Linked DNA regions of Mus musculus: region 2 is linked to region 1. The links are chromatin contacts, called in public Hi-C maps. All regions are on one chromosome and are shown on one strand. Each heading gives the region's core, a stretch centred on a gene start, on an enhancer-like site or on the middle of the called end of the contact. The rest is flanking DNA. Distances are from core to core; before and after follow the strand shown. Region 1 overlaps Capn3 (calpain 3). Region 2 overlaps Ganc (glucosidase, alpha; neutral C).

Region 1 (4,441 bases), core at 573-3,072:
TTTCAAGGCCTACAGAGAGAGTTCCAGGACAGCTAGGGCTACACAGAGAAACCCTGGTTTTTTGTTTGCTTGTTTTGGGGGATTTTTTTGTATTTTGTTGTTGTTTTTAAAGACACTGGGTAGGGGCTCAGCTGACTTGCCACAGGACATTGCTCGCCCAGTGTAATTGCCAAACCTTCCGATTTTACAAAAAAAGCCCTAACCTGGAAACACATATGAATCTCCCTGTTACATGTTTGCCTAAATATTAAAACAAAATCTCCTTAAAAAAAAAAAAACTTCACTTTCACACAGGTTTGAATGAGCCACATTTTGGCGACCAATTCTATTTTTAAGGACTGGCAAGGTCCTTTCCCTCCTCAGCATCGGATTAGCAGAACAAAGCGTAGCAGCTGTCAGTCTTGGGATGTGGCAGAAGAATACTCTTCCTCCTTTGCACTCTGTGTTCTTTAAAAAATTGTATTTTATTAATTTATTCATTCATTCGTGTATGTGCATGTCCCAAGCACATATGTGGGGGTCAGAGGACAACTTGTGGCAGTCAGTTCTCTTGTTTTGCTTTGTGGTTCCCAGGGGTCATTTGGGTTGTCAGTCTTGGTGGCAAGTGCCTTTACCCCTGAGCTCCAATTGATTACAATATCTGGACTCTAGAGTCTTGAGCCACTGGCCACCCTAGAAACTTGATTTTCACCCATTCCTCATTTACTGTCCCCTTTCTATGCAGAAAAAGAAAAAAAACAAGGTGAGTGGGCCAGGCACTGTGCTTATGTGTGCACATGCATGCATGTGTGTGTACACATATGTAACATGTGGCACGTGTATGTATACTTGTGTATATGCATGCATATGCATACACATGTGTAACATGTGGCACGTGTGTGTATACTCATGCATATGTATACACACACGTAACATGTGGCATGTGTGTATACTTGTGTATATGCATGCATATGTATACACATGTGTAACATGTGGCATGTGTGTATATACTCATGCATATGTATACATGCGTGTAACATGTGGCATGTGTGTATACTTGTGTATATGCATGCATATGTATACACATGTGTAACATATGGCATGTGTGTGTACACTGTGGCATGTGTAAGATGCACTTCTTCCTCTTTTCCTTGGAGCCTCTGCTGAGTTGGGTGCCCTCGCAAGTGCTTCAGCTCAGCCTCACAGTGATCCTGGACTGTGGTTCCATTATCAGTCCTGTGTTTAGAGGGGGAAAAGGCAGAGACAAACCAGTCTCCCTGAGACCACACTTAGCCAGGGGGTTCCACAGAGTCTGTGCTCTGAAATACACAGCCGTCAGACAAGGTTTGGTGTGGGTGCTTATGGTGGTCCTGAGGAATCTATCTCAGAGGTTCTCCTGGCACGAGTGCTGGTCCAGCCCAGAGGGAACATATACCATGTGAAGTGCTTATAGCAAGCCCCTACCCCACTATATAATAGTATCTATAAGGTAGTCACTGTTTATGCTTTTTATAAGTGAGCGTTCACATTCAGAGAAGCAAAGTGATTTGCCACACAGTTAGCAACTGGGGACATTGGAACCACAGTCCCACATATGTCTACTCCGAGACCAGTCTCCTGCCTCACCTCCCCAGTGCTCCCTACCCTTCAAGGCTTGTGTTGTCAAGATTGCATGTGAGTCTATAAGCGCATGGCTGGTAGAGATGCCCCATGGCTACACCCTGCCCACTAGTCTGCTCAGACCGTCACCTTCGCTTGTTCTGAGATCCCAACTAGTTTCATTTGCTTTGGCAAGAGCCGTTGTTTATAAAAGCAAGCTGCGGTCTAAGGAGCCTCTCAGAGCTAAACCCGACTCTCTCTGGTGCTCCCCCTGGGTGAGCTGCACAGGAACAGAGTGGGGCCTCCCTGACCAGGCTGCTTTTTTTAGTGGAGGCTGCTAAGATTATCTGCACTTTGGCCCAAGCCCTGCTGTTTCCCACCACACCAGCACAGGCAGGATGTGGTGGCCACTCTCTAGCTCTTCTGTGGCCTCTGCACTTGCATGAATATGGCCTTAAGGTAGCCCTCCTGCTTCTGCAGTACCTTCGGGGTTTGCACAGTAAGTACAGTTTCACTAACCCTCTGGCTTCCGCAGAGGCCCTATCAGAAGGGAAAGTGAGGTTTTACCAGGTGCAGTAGCAGATGAGTGTGAACAGCCACTGAAGGTAGTTCTTACATGAGGGGAGGAGGGCTGGGCAGAGCAGACATGCCACAAGCAGCAGGATATGAGAGGTTCCTGGGGAACTGCAGGGCCAGAGCTCTGTTTTCTACTAGGATGACCTTGAATTTGTGGTCATTCCCTCTGCTAGGGTTACAGTTGTGTGCCACCACGACCAGCCTGAAAGCCTCATTTTTAATGGGTTTGACACTGAATTTCTGGGAGACTTCAGTGTTTTTCCACTTGAAAAATAAATTCACAAAAGTACTTGATAATCACCGATCACATCATCTGTGCTCAGCATTCTTAGCGCTTTTGCGTGTTACTTAGGAACGCACAAGGAGAAATGGGAGGTGGGATACAATAGCGGACCATCCAACTTATAGAACATATTAGCTGTTTTTAAAAATATGAATAAAACTGAGAAGAACTGAGGTTCAAGCCACACATGATGGTATACACAGGGGCTAGACTGAGCTATAGTGGGATTCAGTCCCAAACAAAACAAAACACAGAGAGGGAGGGAGGGAGGGACAGACAGACAGACAGACAGAGACAGAAATGGAGAGAGACAGACAGAGACAGAGAGAGTACTCTTCAAGGTCCAGAAAGGTTTGGCATGTCTCCTAGCCACACGGCTTGTGAGTTCAGAAATGGGACTCAGGCTTCTGAGTGACCATTTCCTCCTGAGTGGACAAAGCTGCTTCAGGGGTCGTCTGCCTCTTGTGTCCGTCGGCCTGTAATACTTGCTTCCCTCCTGCCCGCCCCTTTCCCTCCCCTCCCCTCCCCAGCCCATCATCTTCGTTTCTGACAGAGCAAACAGCAACAAGGAGCTGGGTGTGGACCAGGAGGCAGAGGAGGGCAAAGACAAAGCAGGGCCCGAGAAACGAGGGGAAACCCCACAGGTTTCTGAGCATGCGGCATGGATGGGGAGTTTAGCTCGTAGTGGCGGCTCTGCTATGCTCTTGGGGTCCTTAGGGGTTATGGTAGCTCTCAGGGGAGGGTCTCTTCAGCACTGTGGGGTTTGGAATTGTCTGCTGACTTTTCCTCCCGGCAAGTTCCTCTGAACTTTGCAGGTATTTCTTGGGTAAGTGTCTTTTAAGGTCGCTGCCACACCAAACCAGTCCCAGGGTGGGAAGGATAGGCCAAGAACAGCCCACTGACGCCTCTCCAGTCAGGACAATGGAGCATGGGGAGACAAAGGCTGAGTGAGGCGAGCCAGCTGCAGAGAACGAAGCTGAACTGTCTTTGAGTTGTTGCAAAGGGAGGAAAAGGGGATGGTAGCAGAAAGTGGGGTCTGACAGCAGCCCTGAAGTCCTGCAGAACTCCAGGGCCACGCCCTCCATCCCAGAGAACCTACCAGGTGGGGAGGGAGGGGTCCTTTGAGGACTTAGCTACAGAGACAGTAGCGGTTGGAGGACCTGGCCTCTGGTCAGGCTCAAAAGAGCAGAGAAAGTTCTATCTGGAAGAGAGTCGGGAGAGTCAAGGATGCTGTCTGCATGTTAGCATGGCAAATTTGTCCTTTGGCCTGAGGTTCCGGGACTGCAGAGCCTCTAGAATCCTCACTGAGTTTGCAGGTAGACTGAAAACTTGAACCTTGTGCCACCTGCTGCTGCTTTATGGGGCTGTTTGGGATACTGACGCCTGGGTTCCCATAAACCAGTTTCCTTTGTGTCCCTATAGCCAAGGCCTGGCCACACAGACCAGGAAAGTGAGGAGCAGCAGCAATTCCGGAACATCTTCAGGCAGATCGCAGGCGACGTATGTATCTCTATCCTAGCCCAGGGACCCACCTCCTCAACGACTCATCGTCTAAAAGGGGTCATTTGATGTGGGAGAACCAGAGAATGTGTGATGCATCAAAGAAACCTGTGCCTTTGGGTTCAACCACTGACTGGGTGGCTCAGAGCCTTCTGGCTGTGAGCTGCCTGCTGCACTGGCCTTTACAATTCTCTTCTCTCCCTCAGGACATGGAGATCTGTGCAGATGAACTCAAGAATGTCCTCAACACAGTGGTGAACAAACGTGAGCGACCCACGCCGGATGTGGGGGATGGGCAGGGGCCCCAGCTGTCTGAAAGCAGCTCCTCACCCTTCTCCATCCCCCCAGACAAGGACCTGAAGACACAAGGGTTCACGCTGGAGTCCTGCAGAAGCATGATAGCTCTCATGGATGTATCCTTCCATCTGCCCAGAGGGTCAGGGGAACAGTTAAGGGTGTCCACGCCCAGGGAAAGACTTAAGGGAATCCTAACACAGATACTCC
Region 2 (4,441 bases), core at 1,172-3,671, 76 kb before region 1:
AGCTCACGAGAAGACTTGCCTGCCTAAAGAAGTATAGGATTTTCATAGTGTCAGTGAGATGGGTCATCAAAAAAGTCGCTGCCTCTAATTCTGTGCCACACACAGAGCCCTACACATACACACATATGACACATAAAATAAAATTTTAAGATGCAATTTTAAAATTAAAAGTAAATAAGTATATTCAGATTCTGTGTGCTCAAGTGTTACTAGATGTTATAGACAGAATTGATGATGACGATGACGACCATTTATTTGTGTGTCTAACCCTGTACCAGTTGCTTCACATGCATGATTTCACTTAAATTTCCCCTAAAACTCTATTAGCTTTTAATTTTATTATTTGAACTTTATAGCTAAAAATTTGACCTAGGAGGGTTGAAATACTTTGTTACATGTCATTATGAATTATATAGTATGTAGTATGAAGTTCCGTGTAAGCTCTCTCTTCACTGTCCATGATGGCTCCTTACTGTAGGTCTAACCAGTTCTCTGTCATAGGAAGATTGTTTGCCGATCGATACTCTAAATCACATAGACTCATGTAAACCTGTAGCACTTGATTTTTCTCTTCCTGTTTTATTTTGCAGGCTGGTCTGCTCAGGGGACACAGGCAGCCTAATACTGACAAATAGAAAAGGAGATCTGAAATGTCACGTCTCAGCAAACCCATTCAAGATCGATTTGCTGTCGAAGAACGAGGCTGTGATCAGCATCAACTCCCTGGGCCAGTTATACTTTGAGCACCTACAGGTTCCTCACAAGCAGAGGTATTTGTATACATTACTTGCCCTTAAGATCTACCTTAACGGAGCCTGTCTGGAATACCAGCTGCCTTGGACCCGGGTCTTCACGCTTGCACAGCAGATGCCTTACTGCCTGAGCTTTCTCCCCTTCCCCCCAACAAGACTTTAAGGGTGGCCGAAGAACTTATGCACTAACATATTTGTTGTGCTAGTTTTACTGTTTCTCCATTAAAAACAAAAAACAAAAACAAAAAAAACAACAGCTGAAGAATGTGATGGTTGAAATAAGATGTCCCCATGGTCTAGGCATTTGGATGCTTGGTCCCCAGTGGGTGCTGCTGTTTGGGGAGACTTAGGAGGTGTGGCCTTGATGGAAGAAGTATGTCTCTGGAACCAGGCTTTGAGAGACGGACACCTTTCCCCAGTTTACTTCCTGCTTCCTGCTTGTGGTTCCAGATGTAGCCCTCGGCTTCTGTTCTAGCCACCATCTCTGCCGCCTGCCTCCACCACTCCATCATCATGGACTCTCAGCCCTCTGGAATCCTAAACCCAAACAAGCTTTCTCTGCTGTGAGCTGCCTTGGTCATCGTGTTTTGTCACAGCAACAGGAAAGTAACAGATAGGAAGAATATTAATAAGATAAAGACAGAGTAGATTGGGATTTTGGGTATTTAAATTTTCCTTCTTTTTATTACTTTTTAATTTTCTCACAATGAGTATATATTACTTTTATGATTATTAAATACTAATTTAATAATTTAAATTATTTTCCAATGCTAACATTTCAAAAATAAAAATAAGTTGCAACTTAAAAAAATCATAATGTGGAAATAAATAATGCAAATTTATTTTCCCTTATTCTGATGCTAGAAATAGCAAGTGCAGGCTGCGAGGTTTTCAAACAGCCCTTGGTGAGAATGGAGAAGCATCTCTTCAGACCACCGCAGTCTAAGCAGCAAGCCTCTTTAACCACTGAGCCATCTCACTGCCGCTACTTGCCTTTCTTTCTTTTTTTTATTGAGACAGAGCCTTGAAGTTACTTTGCAGGCAGCAGTAACCTTGAATTTTTCTTTCTTTCTTTCTTTCTTTCTTTCTTTCTTTCTTTCTTTCTTTCTTTCTTTCTTTCTTTCTTTCTTTCTTTCTTTTTAGAGATTTATTTATTTTATTTCTATGAGAACACTGTAGCTATCTTCAGAGGGCATCAGATCCCATTACAGATGGTTGTGAGCCACCATGTGGTTGCTGGGAATTGAACTCAGGACCTCTGGAAGAGCAGACAGTGCTCTTAAACATTGAGCCATCTCTCCAGCTCAACCTTGAATTTCTGATGTCCTGCCTTAGCCCTCTAAATCCTTGGATTACAGTCATGTGTTACCATGCCTGGTCTATAATGATGTCATATTTAATTAATTAAAGGATAGGATTTATAAAGATTTGGAAATGTAACATCTTTTTCATTGCATTAAATACTGGCAGTCTTCCCACTGAGTGAAACAATGTTATCTATGTTTAAAACAGAGCTACCAAAGGAAATGGGCAAAATACACCAGCTGCCACCTCTCAGGTAATGAGATCTAGCCATTTCCTTTTGATCTTCTTTAACACTCCAGTCTGTAAGCAAGTAGTGGTTTCTATTCAGCTCTTCTGCAGAAGGGTGCCTGGTAAGTGTGCTATCGTATACAAAGGGGCCACATGTCCTTTTCTTTCACTTATCTTAGCATCTTAGTCCTTGTAAGTGTGTGTGCATGTCAGATGTAGAAGCCAGGTGTCTTCCCCAGTTATTCTCTAACTTAGTGTTTATTACATTTCGTTCACACGTGTGGTGTGTGTGTGTGTGTGTGTGTGTGTGTGTGTGTGTGTGTGTGTGTGTGTGTATGCTGTATCCACATGTTTCTTTTATCAGGAGGAAGGGACACAAAGTGAAAGGAGTTGGGTAAAATGTTAAAGAACTAGGCAGGCTGTTCCTTGGAAAGACTAGCAATGTTCTTTTACTTAACAAAGTCTGTTGAAGACCATTTCCTGGCAGGCAGGCATCACTGAAGGAATTGGTAGTTCACCCTTAAACAGATCTAAGTTCCCTATCTGTCACAGAGTGTACCTTCCTTTAAGAAATGTTTACATCTTTGAGTTAACCCTAAGAACAAAGAAGGCTTTAAACACAGAGGCACATGGTCTCACTTCTGCTTGTGAAGGATTACTTTGTCTGAGTTATTAAAAAAAATAGATAAACTATAAGTCTTTTGTGTGTCTCTGTATGTGGGTATGGCATGCACATGTCTGTGCACATGTGTGACTTGGTCTACAGGCATGTGTATGTGCAGGCCAGAAGTTGACACCAGGTGACGTTTTCAGTCACTCTCCACCGCGTGTTTTGAGGCAGTCTCTTGCCTGATGTCACTGATGCAGCTGGTCTGCTAGGCAGCCTGTCTGTGGATTGCCTGTCTGTCCCCCATGTGTAGCCTGCTATGTCTACTTGACATTTATGTGGTCGCCGAGGATTGAACACCAGTCCTCACACTTGAGCAGCAAGCACTCTACCACTGATCTGTCTCCCCAGGACTCTGCAGCACAGGCTGGCCTCTAACTTACAGCCATCCTCCTGCCTCAGCCTCCTGAGTGCTGAGGTTCTGTGTGTACACCACCACACCTGACTAGAAATCTTTTTTCATTCACAGCCACATAACTCCTCACAGAGTCTTGACAGTAGCTGTAGCCTTTTGCAGTGATGAAAGTATTTCTGGTGCCCCGAGGACTAAGTCTTCTTTTTCTTAAGACTCATCTATATGGAAGGATATGAGAAGATAACCACATGATTATAAACAGGATTGTGATGACACGTCAAGTTCACTTTGGGGAAATAGCTCATTAGATTGCTTGAGTAGCAGTTTTGTTTTTTGTTGTTTTGTTTTTTGTTTTTTGTTTTTTTTCGAGACAGGGTTTCTCTGTGTAGCCTTGGCTGTCCTGGAACTTACTTTGTAGACCAGGCTGGCCTTGAACTCAGAAATCCTCCTGCCTCTGCCTCCCAAGTGCTGGGATTAAAGGCATGCACCACGCCAGGCAGAGTAGTAGTTTTGAGACACAGATCTTGTCACAAAAAGCTTATTAATGTTACAGACCATATCTATTGGAAAAATTTCAACTGTTTGAGAGATTCCACAGCCTCTAAAGCCCATGTCTGCCCCGGGGTTAGCATAGTCTCTACCTGGGTCATACAGATGTGACTTCAGGAGGCACAGGATTGCTTTACAGAAGCCAGAAGTGGACAAATAATTCATTTTCAAGCAAAATTTCTTTCACACATAGTTTATTTATTTGTTCTCCTTCTTAGGTAAAATTGAGAAAGTTATAGCAATAGAGAGAGGCAAGACCTGAGAAATCAGTGTCATTCATTTCATCTAACATCTCATACCAGCACAGACAGACATCTGACTGAAGAGGGGAAGCTCAGCAAAGCCAGGCTCTGCTCGTAAACTCACCTGAGCTGGGAAGGCAGGCGGCTCGGGCTGCTGCTGACATCAGGGCCCGAGTTTAATCCTCAGAACCCTCATGGTAGAAGAAGAAAGCTAACTCCTGTGGGGTGTCCTTTGGCCTCTACATGTGAACTGTGGCATATGTGCATATGTTGCCCTCCAAATAAATAAATAAGTAAATAAATAAATAAATGCAAAAAATTAAAGCTGACCTAAGTTATTAGA

Evidence for each region. A called contact is a pair of places that touch in the nucleus more often than the background predicts.
Region 2: a contact with region 1 is called in a Hi-C map of double positive thymocytes, with 1.8 times the contacts expected there. The contact joins two enhancer-like sites. A contact is called at or near these places in 3 of 484 Hi-C or Micro-C datasets (cortical neurons, double positive thymocytes and liver) and 3 of 9 other capture datasets (adipose tissue, liver and pancreatic islet).

The regions. Positions count from the first base shown.
Region 1 is chr2:120,498,244-120,502,684 of GRCm38.p6, forward strand. Capn3 (calpain 3) reads left to right here. Exons shown (of 24, transcript NM_007601.3): 15 at 725-742; 16 at 2,968-3,081; 17 at 3,860-3,937; 18 at 4,144-4,201; 19 at 4,286-4,350. Among named protein-coding and RNA genes, the nearest start is that of 4931402G19Rik, 31 kb to the left of the region's middle. Within about 2 kb of position 1,823, at least 92 of the 459 cell types and tissues checked have an H3K27ac peak or open chromatin away from gene starts, as enhancers often do. A contact at or near this core is called in double positive thymocytes, where this site is marked.
Region 2 is chr2:120,421,435-120,425,875 of GRCm38.p6, forward strand. It overlaps Ganc (glucosidase, alpha; neutral C), which reads left to right. Exons shown (of 24, transcript NM_172672.2): 5 at 591-770; 6 at 2,265-2,310. Among named protein-coding and RNA genes, the nearest start is that of Tmem87a, 20 kb to the left of the region's middle. Within about 2 kb of position 2,422, at least 19 of the 459 cell types and tissues checked have an H3K27ac peak or open chromatin away from gene starts, as enhancers often do. A contact at or near this core is called in double positive thymocytes, where this site is marked.